Regions from separate parts of the Mus musculus genome. Here region 2 is linked to region 1. Evidence: chromatin contacts called from public Hi-C data. All regions are on one chromosome and are shown on one strand. Each heading gives the region's core, a stretch centred on a gene start, on an enhancer-like site or on the middle of the called end of the contact. The rest is flanking DNA. Distances are from core to core; before and after follow the strand shown. Region 1 has its middle 13 kb from the start of Gm29050. Region 2 overlaps Zdhhc14 (zinc finger, DHHC domain containing 14).

Evidence for each region. Hi-C and Micro-C count contacts between places; a contact is called where the count stands out from the background.
Region 2: a Hi-C map of bone marrow-derived macrophages shows a contact between it and region 1, with 17 read pairs. The contact joins two enhancer-like sites. A contact is called at or near these places in 1 of 15 datasets of contacts at CTCF or cohesin (embryonic stem cells), 3 of 484 Hi-C or Micro-C datasets (bone marrow-derived macrophages and embryonic stem cells) and 7 of 115 datasets of contacts at active chromatin or transcription factors (astrocytes, embryonic basal ganglia, embryonic stem cells and 3 more).

Annotation. Positions count from the first base shown.
Region 1 is chr17:5,394,362-5,401,622 of GRCm38.p6, reverse strand. No RefSeq gene overlaps it. Among named protein-coding and RNA genes, the nearest start is that of Gm29050, 13 kb to the left of the region's middle. Within about 2 kb of position 3,797, at least 39 of the 459 cell types and tissues checked have an H3K27ac peak or open chromatin away from gene starts, as enhancers often do. A contact at or near this core is called in bone marrow-derived macrophages, where this site is marked.
Region 2 is chr17:5,749,352-5,756,612 of GRCm38.p6, reverse strand. Zdhhc14 (zinc finger, DHHC domain containing 14) reads right to left here. Exons shown (of 9, transcript NM_146073.3): 9 at 2,722-3,921. The coding sequence ends at 3,520. Among named protein-coding and RNA genes, the nearest start is that of Gm41519, 18 kb to the left of the region's middle. Within about 2 kb of position 3,367, at least 67 of the 459 cell types and tissues checked have an H3K27ac peak or open chromatin away from gene starts, as enhancers often do. A contact at or near this core is called in bone marrow-derived macrophages, where this site is marked.

The DNA.
Region 1 (7,261 bases), core at 2,548-5,047:
AGAACAACCGAGTCCCTGTCACACGCCCAAAAAGCGTTGTGGCTCAGACTCAAGGCCACGTCTGACTGTGGGTGAGAGGGGAAACAAACCGGAAAGTTCTGTATTTCCCGACCAAGGGCAAGACAGGAATGGAAGACCCGGTACCGCATGCCTGTCTAACTGCTCTTACAGGGCCAGCTAACAGACTCCTGCTGTACTACAGGAGACCAATATGCCACTACAATATACTCCGCTGCATTCCTGGCCTGGTACAGCATCATAGATCAGAGGGTGGAGTTAAGATCTTGAGGCTCAGGGTGGGGGTGGGGAGCGTGAGAGGTGCCCTGGGTAAAAGCAGATACAAAAGCCATACAAATGTGCTGACCTGAGTTCAACCCTCAGTAAGTAAGGTGTAAGGTGAGAACTCACTCCAGAGAATTGTCTCTAACCTCCGTATGTGTGCCATGCCAGCGCCGCCGACCATGTAATAATAGATAGATGCTAATATGTTAAACAATAATAATGAATTAGTATTCTCAGAGGCCCCAATTCCTTGCCCTCAGCTCTGGCTCCATACCTGTTCTGTTGGTCCTCCTCTGCATATCTTTACTGACAGCAGTCCATAATGAAAGTGCCCTGAATCTCTAGCCACCCTCCCTGCCTCACCTCGGGCCCCGTGGGCTTCTGGGACCTTGGCCTTAAAGATTTGGTCACGAAGAAGCCACAGAAGTGGTGACCTTGGTGAGAAGGGGCTGGACTTAAAGCCCAGGCCCTTTCCTGCTCCTGACACCCAAGGCAGGGAGTGCCCCGCCTTTGCCTTCCTCAGACAGGAAAGGCCAGCAAGACTTCTTTCTTCCCTCTGCTTCAGCCACCAGAAAGCTCAGAACTAAATGGAATCTCGACTCACACAGACTTTACCCCTTTCTCTGCTTCCTCCTCCTCCTGTGCCAGTTTTTCCATTTTCTCGGCCCATTTTAGCAACTTCACTGTGCACACGTCTTTTATTGGAAGCTGCCTCTGGTCTTTTTAGAAGCCGACAGGGTATAAATTATAAATAAAAATAACGGCTGCTAAAATCCTCCCGTCGCCGCTTTCTTATTTCGGGAGGTATCTGAAATCCTGACTTGGCATTGAAGATAAATTCAACACAAAACATCTTGTGCACCAACATATTTTTAAGTTTTCGTTTCTATAAAAGATCTCAGCTTGCTGCAAGCCCAGGCACCTAACTTCTCCAAGCAGCCGGTAAACAGAGGCAGTAAGCAGAGCCCTCCACAGGGGCACACCTCTTCCTTAAGCAAGCGCTGTTTAAAATCCTGGATTAGACAAAGGATTAATTTCACCTGAACTAGGGAAATTAGCATATGAAAAACATCTTTGTCTTTGTCTTGGGCTGTTATTATTTTGTTTTGAAGTATTATCCTATGAGGTTAGATATTTCACTATTTCCCATGAAGAAACTGCACATACTCACCTGTGCTTGGGGGCACACACAGGCCAACCTCCAATCAGGTGTGGCTCCTGTAGGCTACCATGAAGCCCTCCAATCAGGTATGGCTCCTGTAGGCCACCATGAAGTCCTGCTTGCTTTCCTAACCACAATCTAGAAGGCAAGCTCAGTCCTAAGAGTTGTTCATAAAGTTTCTTTTTAATTTTTTAATTTTTAATTATGTGCATATGCATGTGTTTGAGTGTGGATTTGTGTACGTGAGCGTAGCACCCTTAGAGGATGTCCGATCCACTAGAACTGGTGTTACAAGTGGACTGGACTCTGGTCCTCTTCAAGAGCGGTACAAGCTTCTAACGGCCGCACTCTGTCTGCAGCTTCACAAATGACAAGGTTTTGGTGCCTCTACCTCAACTCCTCTGAATCCAGTTTGTCCCTGATCCTGGCCAGGTGGCCTGTGTTACTACCTCTGCCCTCTCTGGAGCTCCATGGCTCACTCATTCCTCTGCCATGACCTTAGTTATCTATTGTGGTGGTTTGAATATGCTTGGCCCAAGGAGTGGTGCTGTTGGGAGGTGTGTCCTTGTTGGAGGAAGTTGTCACTATCTATGGGCATGGGCTTTGAGAGAGCCTCTTCCTAGCTGCCTGGAAGCAATCTTCTCCTGTTTGCCTTTAGAATGAGACATAGAACTCTCAGCTCCTCCAGCACCATGCCTGCCTGAATGCTGCCATGCCTCCTACCATGATGATAATGGCCTGAACCTCTGAACCAGTAAGCCAGCCCCAATTAAACGTTGTCCTTTATAAGACTTGCCTTGGTCATGATGTCTCTTTACAGCAATGGAAACCCTAGCTAAGACACCTACCTCTCTCATCTTGGGCCATCCTTCAAACCAAGCTTACCTGGGCTCCTCTGGGTGGATTTGATTTTCTTCCTTTTAAACCACAGGAATGGAAGGCCAGCTACCTAGAGAGGTACCAAGTTCTAACTGTGGGTCACAGTTCAAACAGATCTCCCTACTTCAGCATCTCAGTTGCTGAGATTAGCAGAGATGTGTCACCACATGAGAAATGGCTCTCTCTTAATAACAGCCTTGAAAATGTATTCGCAAAACAATAGCCAAAGCCATAGCTGTGGGCATGTCTGTGGAGGAAGGTCTAGATTCCTTATTGACGAAGAAAGACCCAGCCCATTGTGAACAGCTCTGTTGGGTCTCAGGCAATCCATATATCCAGTTTGAGCTCATTTCTGGATATTTGCACAGCCTGAGACCTTGCATCCCAGCCTTTTGTTGATGAGGGATGGTGTAGTCTCTTCTGCAGCTACTTCTTGGCTGGTGAGGACCATCCTGGTAGTCCAGGAAGCTGGAATGCAAGGCAAAAGTGGGGAGGGCCTGGGAGCTAGCAGCATCTGGACGTACGCATGGCCTGAGACCTGACAGACACATGGTCTGGGCCTCTTGGGCTGTTTAAGAAGAAAGAGCACAAAGAGGCAAGGGTCCATCGTGTATCTCTGCTCTAGACTAGGGATGGGATCTGACCAGCTGCCCTTAACCTCTCTCGATGGTAGTCTCTAACCCGTCACCGAAAGCCAAATAAACCCTTCCTGAACTATGCCGCTTTGGGTGGTGATATTTTTTCACAGCAACAGAAACGGAACTAGAAAGCTAGAAAAAAAAAAGACCATCTTTATTAATTTTGTGAATTTAAGCAATATCTTTGCCTACACTTGCCTAGAGATCTAAATAAAATCGTTAAGCAGTTCCTGTTCCAACCCCTACCACAGGGAAGTATTCTCCTTACTGGGTCCCCACCTCAAGCATTGCCTGCCCATGGGCCACTCAGGCTTCCTGGTCACGGAGACCCTCAGTGTTGGTCAGCTCACAGTCCCCATACCCGGATGCACGCTGGGCATATCTGCTATGTTTGAGGTGAGACTTTGAAAGTCGTTGTAAAGTCCCACCCCTCCTTCTTATAACCTATTTTAGAAACAGGGGCATTTTAGATATAATCAAATTCGGGTGAAGTTATATTTGATTATTTGCAACAACTACTGTACTAACAAACAGAGAAGCATAGATCTGCCCAGGGACAATGCCGCATGGAGACCGACATAGGACAACTGCGGTGAAGGGTCTTCTAGTGAACCTCCCTGGAGCCTTCAGAGTGCTCTATGAACACCTTGACTTTGGATTTGCATCCACTAGAAACAAGAAATAATTCATTTCTGAAAATAATACGATCTCTAAGCCTCTCAGTTTGTAGCACTTCAGCGAAGCTGCCCCAAATGAGCATCCCTGCTCCTGTACACCAATGCAGGGTGCTTGGCACACCAGCTGGGCTTGTTGAGCAGGTCACTCACAGACCCACTGGGGCCTTGGGACAGGCAGTCATCCTGTCGCGCTTTTCGGACGCCCCACGAGGACATTCCGAGTAAGCTACGCCTTCCCTGTCAGTTGTGTCCCCCTTTATCATTGTGCCCAGGTTTCTCCCTGTGTTTTCAAGGGCACAGCGCGGACTTCCTGATATAGCTGCAAACGCCAAGTGTCATTCAGGCTTTCTGCCAGCAGAGGGCGGACGAGCTGCGGGCTGGCTGCTGCTGCTGTGGATATACTACGTGGGGCTTCGGGCCAGGACACCACCGCGTTAAGACAAGGGATGCTGTCCCAGCCCGGAGGCCAGGGCCTCTGGCTGTGCTCTGCTCTTTCCGTGAACCCTGAAAATTAAGTCCAGTAGAGCATTCTAGAGTCGCCCAAGACACATTCAACTCTGATCGTCCTATGCGCCCGGTGGTCACACTGCTGAGCAGTTCTTGACCACACCCCAGATCTTCCGCACAGGCCACTCCAAGCGTGGGTGTAGGTACTGCCGGAATCCATGACCTGGAGAGAAGGGTGGGCCGTGTCCTCCCAGGACAAGCCTCTCTGGCGACACTCCGTCACCCTGCTGAGTTTGGGTTCCCTCTCATCTCATGCTCCCGCAGTATGGAGAAGCCTCTTCCATAGTCAGTAACAAATCTGTAGGGCGAAGGCCTTTGCCACCAGAGTGGTGCTTCCCTTGGGATCTCTGTGAATGACTATCACCTTGGTACAAACAACTTCATGTTCCAGCCAAAATAAATGGGGGTGGGGAGGGATGTCAAGCCAAACTAACAGCCACCTGAAACCCCATCTTTACTCCATCAGTAATAGTACTGACATTTTGCTATGCGTGCCCCACATTCTCCTGTCACTTGCACGTGTGGGTGTCTGCTCTCGACACTGTAATTTGCTTTTCCAACAAAGGGCACTGAAGGGACACTTGAGAGTCCCAAAAAGAGCTGTTGGGGTAGCTTATATGGCAAAGGTGCTTGCCGCCAAGCCTGGTCCTCGTTCCATCCCTGGAATCCATGTGGAACCCCTGGAACAGACTCTGACCTGCTCACTTGAGACATGGCATATGGGTACATATGCAGAAACACAACCACACAACCACACACACACACACTAATGAAATTAAAAAAAAAAAAAAAGAGCTGTCCACTCTGAAAGGAAAGGGAGTAGGCTGGCTGGCAGGCCAGGGACTGTCCCTGTGAGCCTGTCACCCTGAGTCATCTGAGGGCTTGTCCCTAAAGTAGGGCTTTTTTTTTTTTTTTTTTAGGAAAATCCAATTCCTATCCCTGCCTGGTCCCTCTGCAGCTCCTGGGTGTCTTTATCTGGTATGAATTTAAATCTGAAAAGATGTAAAAGAACTCTGTATTGACACACAGAGAACTCCACACCTCTTTTTCCTCACGCTGGCAGAGAGCCGTGGAGGGGTGGGAGGGTGACTGCCTCCCCCAGACAACATTCAGTGATGCCTGGCTGGAGACATTTTAGTTGTCACGACTGGGGAAATGCCATGGCTGCTGGCGGGTAGAACAGAACCCACTCCCCTAGCCCCCCAAAAAGAGAATTGGTCACTCCAAATGTTGACAGTCTCGAATTGAGAAATATTATTCCAGGTATTCCTAGACACTCCCTTAGGGCCCAAGAGACCTTAAACCTTGATCTAACTCGGTACCGCCAGGTAACAATGGCCTTGACCCAGAACCCCCAGGCCTTGTCCCTTGGCCCAGGACATAAAGAGTTGGTGATGAAGGCAGGCAAAAGGTTGCAAGGCAGGTCTGCCAGGCAGTGTGTGGGTGTCGGGGTGACTGTCACTGGGGTTGGCTTCCTGTTTCATCCTCTTTATTGCGCATGGATTCAGGCCAGTTCCTAAGGTACTGCAGGAAGATGGATCTCATCCCAGGAGTCTTTTCTTCCCAGGTGCTCTACGCAGCACAGCACCAGCAAACCTTCCTTACCCCGAACGGCACTTTGAGAGCTCAAAGGAGCCAAAGGAGCCTTGGGTGTTTTCATTTGCAACCGTCTTCTTTCCCAGGTAGGAGTCCAGTCTGGGTTCATGCAAGGCCTCAATGCCTCAGTTTCTTGGTTAGTAAATTACAAGTAATAACATCTGCCGTCTGCCTCGGGCACTTTCACACACATTATCTCTCCAGCTCTCAACACCCTGGGAAGAGAGCGGCTCGCCCACTCGAAGGCACCTGGGCTCTGACTTCAGGTACCTTTCCCCAAGCTACAGGACCAGCAGAGCAGGTTCTGAGGAAGGCAGGCAATATAACTCGATTCCCTCACGCTGTGAGCAGGCTGCATGCGCCTACCACTAGGTCTTGGGTCTGCTGCCAGATTGAATCACTTATAACCCCCTGCAAAATCAAGATGCCTTAAAACTCTAGTGTTTTTTGCTCCTGAGATGCTCAGATACTACCGTGGAGGGTCTTTTTACTGCAGAATCTGAGAGTCTTGGTCTTGAGTACACATCTCTCAACCATTTGTGAGGCTCAGGATGAGTCTGTTCCAAGAAATGTTCAAAGGGTTAGCATGAGGCCCAGTTAGAGTGACTGGCAATCACACACTAGGCCTTAGGGCTCAGTCTCTAGCTACAGCACAAAACTGGGTGCGGTGACACAGCTTGGAACAGCAATGCTCAGGAGGTAGATACTGGAGAGGAGGCAGGAGTTCAAGGGCATTCCCCAGCCTTGTGTACATGAGATCTTGCGGGTGGGCTCGGGGGTGGGGGTGGGAGTGAGGGCAGGATGTCAGAAAAGGTTGATGCCTGTCAATCTGCTGCTCCAGAATCTTGAGTTTGGAGACAGCCTGGACTAGAAAGACCCCACTATCCTCCTGGTGCTATGATAAAATATCATGACCCAAAACAACTTATAGAAAAGGAGCTTATTAAAGACTTGTGTTTCCAGGGGGGGGTGATAGAAGCCCATCCCGGTGGGAGGGAGGGATGTCACTGAGTGGCAGTGTGACAGAGAGGACAGAAGCCTGAGAAACCATGTAATAGCATCAAACATGAAGGAGAGAGAGAACTGGAAAGGGGTGTAAGGCTACAAACTCTCAAAGCCCTGCCCCTGGTAATATCACTTCCTCCAGCAAGGTTGGTTGCACCACTGTCCCTAAACGGACCCATCAACTGAGGAGCAGATGTTCAAACACTTGAGGCCAAGGGACACATTTCTCATTTCTCATCACATTCTACTCCCTGGCCCCATAATCTTGTGGCTAAACCATGGTGTAAAATGTTTTAACTTTACTCCAAAAGTCATCATAGTCTTTCAGTCTCAATACTGTTTTAAAATCCAAGTCTATAGTCTCTTCCGAAGCTCAAGATGGTCTCTTAACTATAACCCCCTGCAGTGTCAAAAGGCAAGCTACATACTTCTGACATAAGAGTGAAGAATGGGGGATAGTCAGGAAATACTGGACCAAAGCAAGACCAAAACCCAGATGGGCAAACACCAAATCT
Region 2 (7,261 bases), core at 2,118-4,617, 360 kb before region 1:
GTGATAGAGGGAGAGGAATGAGGGATGTGGTAAGTTCCCACAACAAACAAACACCATAATCATCAATTTAATTTAGTCTCAGTCTTCGGAATAGTTTTGAGGTATTGATTAGAAAATATACCCAATGTTATTTCTCTTTATGCTCTTCTTACTTGAAGAACTCAATGAGCTGAAGAGATCCTGGTGTGGACAAGAACAGAAACCCCTGGTGGGAAAGACCCTAATTCATATCCTGACACCTGCCAAATGAGCTCCAGCCCGAAGCCACGGCTGGGAGGCAGCTGGTTCAAGGCCCCAAGAGGATGCTGGGTAGGCTCGGCTCTGAATGGAACAGGTGCTAAGGCTGTATGGGCGAGTTCTTAGAAGCCCTTGAAAAGTTTCATTCTGACTTATTCCTGGAGATGCCACCAAGCCCTGTACCCCGGACACCCACTACAACCTGAATACATTCATTTCTTGCTTTTAGTCTAGAGAAGGTCCACCAGGCCTAGGGTGTGAAGCCTGCTAAGGTTTACCCACTCAGGGCTTGGCATCACATGGCTTGCACAATGGAGTTTGTAACTTGTTTTGCACTTTCATGCACACCTTATGTCAGTGTCCCTGGCTGACACAGGCAAGGACGTAACAGACTTGGTGGTATGGGTAGTTCTGAGAGGCACTCTGCTGCCTGGGGGTGGGTGGGATATAACATTGTTCTCCCAGGCTGAACAATCACATCCAGAGCTGGAATGAACATTTTTCAAGTGGGCACAGCGTGGTACTGTGCTGACTGCCCGTGGCACAGAGTGGCATGTCAGCCTGTCTGCTCAGAAGCAGGCATTCAGCCATCATCACCCTTCTCAGATCTGGACCAGGGTGCTCTGGCTAAATCCAATTTCCCAGTGCTCGGTAGGAGAATGGGAAGCAGATGGACTTTACCCCCTCTCGGCCCCTATGTGTGCTAATGGCCCAAACCTTAATAGCACGGTAAAATATTTATCTTATTTTTTTCTAGCTAGCAGCCAATCGATTGCTAACTCTCTCGAAGCATTTAGAATGCCAAGGTCCACTCAGCCACACTAGATGGACCCAGTTAATGGGAAATGCAAGCCACTTACCTCTCTGGATGGTGCCCCTCACCCTCACCGCTGAAGTAGGGCCCTAAGAGCCCAGTTGCTTATTCCCAAACAGGAAGAAAGGTCTGTGACATTCTGTGGGCTTTAAACTTTCAATTATTTTAGCCACTTGTCGTATTCAAGTTCCACACCACCTGTCCCTGAACCGTCTTGATTCATTTTTACCAAGGTCCCCAAACCCCTATTTGAAAAATGGCACCACATATGTATGGAGGATGGGTCTAGAACAGGGTGAGTGATAATAAGTATATTTGTCCCTCAGTGTCCTTAGGGGATTGGTTCCAGAGTCCCATGGAAGCTCCCATCTATGGAAGCTCAGGTCTATTAGTAAAACTGAACAATGTTTGCATATAGAACACACAAACCTCCTTCTGTGGGCATTGTCTCATCTCTAGGAGATTTATATCTAACACAATGCAGTGCAATTGAATAACATGGAAAGACAGACACACAACTCAGTGTAGATACCCTCCCCTCAAATATTTTCATGGTTGGTTGAATCCACAGTTGAAAGGGAAGATGGAGGGGCAACTGTATTCAGTGACTTATGGTTGCTTCTTGGAATTTTTTAAATGGGGCTGTTGGTATCAGGAAATTGGCAACTACTATATTAGGAGTATCGGGAATGAAAGGACTCTATAAAGACTAGCTCCCCCACCCTACCCCAAGGTATCTATAAAGACTAGCTCCCCCACCCTACCCCAAGGTATCTATAAAGACTAGCTCCCCTACCCCACCCCAAGGGTAGAAACTGGGAAAAGACCAGACCACCCTTGGGTCCAGGGTAAGGAGCAGGTGGGGGCCCGGATGTGGTTGACAAGGTGTAGGGGGAACTCTGTGGACATCTACTCATAGGTGGAGCATCTGACAGTGTGTGGTTGTGTAAGAACAGTTCTGTCTTAAATTACAAATAATTAGGTCTAGAAAACTTAAAAAAAATGGCTACATACAATTCACCTTCTCCAACTTCTACACTGCCACAGGGCATAACAGTGAAGGTGCCTCAGAGATGTCACAAGGAAGACATAAGCAGCCACTTTTCAGCATGACAATTGTCTGACTTGAATGGAATTGGTTTTAGCCCCAGTAACATTGTGTCTACTGTATTAATGAGACCTGCACCTGGTGCCGAGTCACAGAGTGCTCTGTGGATTTGCCATTGGATATGGGGCTGGGAATGAAGGCTGCAGAGCGCTGGTGAGTTTCCTGCAGCTCCTCCCGGATAGTCTGGCTCCCTAAAATGCCAGGTGACAGATGGAGTGAAGCCGCCATCTTGTTTTTGTCTCCAGTTGTGATCTATGTGACCTCAGCTCCAGGGTGGGGCTGCTGTTGCCTCATGAGGAGCATGAGGTATGCCTATGAGGTCTGTAGCGCCCCAACATCACATGGAACCGAGAAGACAGCCAGACAACATCCCGTCTCCTGGGTACCCCTCCCTCCACTTACTACACATAATTGCTGTGTGAGTGGCTCTTAGTTCATAGCAACCCCCCTTAAGCCTGTATTAAAAACAGATCAGGAAGGTGGGTGCTAAGGGCTGAGGACTGTTAGCAAGCTCAGCTCCCATCTAAGAAGCCGAACCATAACCCACAACATGAAGATTTCAACTTTGGCTGTTTTGAATTATTCCTTACCAGAGATAATGTGAACAAGTAAGTAACTACATGCAAGCTGTTGACAACTGTATACAGATCAAGAAAATAACAGAGGAGTCATTTTATTGGCTGTCCATAGGAAGGTCATTGTCACACAGGAGGCGAGGACTGCCCCATGGTGGCACAATATGACATCCATCTGAGCATTGACAGAGGGTTAAAATGTCTGTCCAGGGCAGGATAGACCCCAGGTGCCGTCTGCAACAGGGGATGCCCCCAGTAACCCTCTTCATCAGGAAACGCCCATCCTCATACAGCTAAGTCCAGTAAGTCGCGAAGGATGGCATTACCCACCGGGTTCGGTCTGTCACATTGGAAAGTATCACAAGATTAAAAAGAAGGAAAACAGAGAGACATCTTTTCTTCTGGAATACCACTGCTGTAACACAGACTATAGTGTGGCATGCAATCCCATGTCTGGCCGGCTTTTCCCTTTGGAACTTTTGTTTCGTTTTGTTTTAATGAACAAATGGAACGGCGGGTGGATTTCAATTAGTAGCTGTAACATTAGGTCCAATTTCAGTCTGGCCACCAGTGTCGAAAATTTTCCTCGTGTCTGTCCCAAAAGCAGCCGACAGAGGGCGCTGCACGCTGCATCCACGCTGCCTCTTTCAATTCCAGGCTCCTCCCATTGAGGGAGTCTCCTCTTCCCGGTCCACTCTGCAGATTCCAAACAAAACGTCCTCTTGGCTATGTCCAGTAATTTGTTTTTGTTTGTCACCTGTGGTCCCCAGGGCTGGCCATGCAGGTCACACGGAGCTGAGCTTTACCAAGCCCCTCACGGAGTCTTCGTGCAGGGAGTCCTGGCTGGCCAGACCCAACATGTGCATGGTACGGCTATGTGCTAGAGGGCTGCCTGCCCCCAGCATCCTTGGCGGTGAGGGTGCCTCATCTGGGGTCAGAAACTGATGGCCCCCATGCTCATCCTTCAGGGGCATAATGTCTGAGAGTGTGGCCTCCGTGGCAAGGTTGGGCATGGAGGAGGGTGGTGTGGGCTGGCCCAGCGTCAGGCTAGCACATGGGGTGCCCAGGCCGGGTTTCCCAGGCATATGCAGCTCTTCGCTGGTGAGGCTGGGCTCGCTCTGAAGCAGGGGCGTGGCTGCGGCCTGCAAAACGAATTTGGTGCTCTGAATGCACTGGTCTTGGTCGCACTGGAGAACAGCAGCAGGAGCCAGCAAAGAAAAGGTGGAAAGGAGATGAAAAAGGAGAGGGTGGGACGGGGGAGGGGGTAGGTGAGGGAGAAGAGAAACCATTAGTATCTTGTCAGTAAGGCAGAGGCAAGGAGCAGACATTAGGAGAGACCCTAGCACATGACACATACACACTTGTGTGGCAGAATAAAGTACTCTAGTGAGCAGGTACCTCTGTGGGCCTCCAGGGTGCAATATTAGCTACATTATAGCCTCTATGCCCTTGATTCCAAACTTAAAGGATGTCATTTATAGGCAATCCCAGAAAAGGGTCACAGGATTTCCCACCCACAGCAATAGAGACCACAGCTTCTTGTAGTTTGAGAACTTTAGTTTCTGTGTATGTGTTTGTTTGTGAAGTGCAAGCAAGTATGTATGCATGTGTACATGTAGTGTGTATGTGTGTGTCCACGTGCGCGCACGCACTTACATGTATGGAGGATCAAGTGCATGAAGCTGTTTGTTTGTTTGTTTAAGCAAACCAACCACTACCACACATGATGTGCAAATATTGGTAAATATTGGCTTTCCTTGGCTTAGTGGTCCCTGAGTTTTAAGTCACTACCAAACTACATACTAATAGCCCTGTTATTGCTAATAGGCACAACCAGAGGTGCCTCTCATCATTGGCGGCCCATGGGAACACATACAAGGCAGCCCTAGTGGGAGTAGAGAGCAACCGTCTGAGGTTGCAGATCTCTATTTCATGCCCCGTTGTGTGTGCACCCTTCCCAGAGCATGCCTTTTGTAAGTTCCCCGCCCTGTCCATGAGCCTAGAAGAGAAGGCTGAGGCCCCAAGGAGTTAGTAGTTTATTAGAAGTTTAAAGTCTTTGACTCCAGGCTGGAGCCAGACTTAAAGGGAAGCCCAGCAGAGGATGACAGCCTTGGGGATGGGGAATCGGGTCTCACCCAGCCAACGGAATGTCAAAGAAATGTGGAGATGGAGGGGAGGGCTGGGGGGAGCAAGGAGGAGGGGACTGAATGAGGAGATGCTATTCAAAGGGATGAGAAGACTGGGAAAAGCAGCTGGAACGGCTGTTGGTTAAACTCCATGAGCCACTAACGTATACATTGTCCAGTCTCCCCAATCATTCCTGCCCCACACCAGAGCTATCAGAGCATTAGAGAAGCACTCTAATCTTCCAGGGCAGCAGGCAGGGTTATGCCCAGGCACCACTGTCTGCTTTGCATAGCACATGAGCTTGGCCCTGATGGGGCAGCCTCATTGATTAAACATATGCTTCCAGGATATCAGGCTCAGAGAGATACGTTGTAAGACTGCTCTGTGACAATCACCATTTAAGATTCCTGCTGGCAGAGACATGCTGGCTCCTCAAATACCCCAGCTTATGAAAGCTAGGCACAGTGCCACAGGTACCCTGCCAATGAACCTGGGCCACAAGGCAGGCCAGAAGGCTCCAGCTGGGAAAGCAGTGGCCTTTTCTGGATGACAGATTCTTGCTGTCATCAGGTACAGTCAGGACTCTTGCTCATGTGCACACCATCCGCCATCACTAAGGAAGGAAGAGAGTGCTTGTCTCTGTTGACTGAAGTAAATCCTTCACATTGGAAACTAACTGGCGAATTCTATCTGAGGGACCAGCCCACGTCTTCTGACTGGTTCTTACAGACTCCCAGGAAAAAGAAGTGCTGGGATCGCATGTGCAGCCACAATACCCTGTCACTCAGTGTTCTGAATCCCCCCATCGCTGGCCCATTCTCGCCCCCAGTCATTTCCCCATCTGAGCCAGGCAGCAGAGCTTATGAGTACCCAATAGAGCCTTCTTAAACAATGTGGTTGCCAGTGCAGGCGTTGGTGTGGCTTCTGAGATGTGTAGTAACAAACACCACTTTGCTGACTTAAACAGCTATCCCAGGTCTGGGCTGGGGGTGGGGGTGGGGAACCATGAACCCAGGGGCACCATGAAGTGCCAGGTCTCTTGTTGGCACTGTTCCCTTCCAAGGTCTCGCTCTTTGCAGCTGAGTGTTTCCCCTCCCAGAAGCCCTCTGCAGCAGTGCAGCCCCCACACCCGTGTCCCCTCCTGCAGTTCACCCTTTGGTGGCTTCCCATGCAGACTCATGGCTTGCTAAAAGCAAGCACAGCGCTGTTGTCACTGGCTGGAACTCTGTTGAAAATGCTTTATAGATTTTATAGATTTCTGTGGTGACACTGGGTGCCATCTGGACTGTGGAAAGGCTCAGCTGGTGAATGTTTGTTGTACAAACACTAGGACCTGAGTATGGTTCCCCAAACTCATGCTAAAAAAAAATAATAATAAAGCCAGGCATAGCAGCAGATATCTGCAAACCCAAAGCTGGGAAGGCATACACAGATGGACCCTAGGGCTCATTGGCCAGCCAGCCCAGGCGACGTTTTGAGTTCCAGGCCCGTGAGAGACTCTCAGAAAACAAGATAGACAGCGCTGGCCGAACAGCACCCAACATTGACCTCTGATCTCCTCACTTCTGCTCCAACCTACCTTACACTCACACCTGCATATACATGGGTATGTACACACACACACACACACACACACACACACACATACACACACCTGCATAAAGTCACCCCAAAGTCTTTCCAAGTGTCTATTTCAACACTGACTTCTACGTACATTTGTTTTAACACCTTAATGGCTGGGTAGGCATAGCTGTGGGCGCTCTCTGGTTGTAGGACCTATGTGTAAACGCCTCATGACCCCCCCTCTGCCGTTCTTAGGTTTCTGAGGTTCTGACGAGCACAGTTCAGAAACTGTGAACCTAAGGGCTGAGAAATCCTGCAGCCTTGGAAAGCCACCTGACTCATGCAAATGGACTTCTGGGAGGTATTGCCCATATCTCTTCTAATGATCGGAACTGGGGCAGGGTGGGGTCTCATCAGTTTCAAACTACAGGCTCTGTACACTGGAATTTATCATTCCATACTGTAAGTATATAAATAGTGTCTGCAGTAAACATCTCCTTAGAACAATGGAATCAAATGAATCAGGATTATGCAGGGCTATAATTGTACTTTACACACACACACACACACACACACACTGCACACACACCACACATACACACTTTTTCAGGTCAGAATTTTTAAATATTTGTCATACTGTTCAAATTTTAAGGGTGATGACTGGGGGAACTCTCATGGTCATGGATCCTCTGTGAGAACATCATGGTTTGGAAAGCAGCCCGTGTTCTCAGGAGATGCCCAATACAAATATCCTCACCCCCTCTTGCTTGTTTGACCTTTGCTTCTAATTTCTAGTTCCTCTTGTTGATTAAAAAAAGGATTTAAAAGTTACATTTA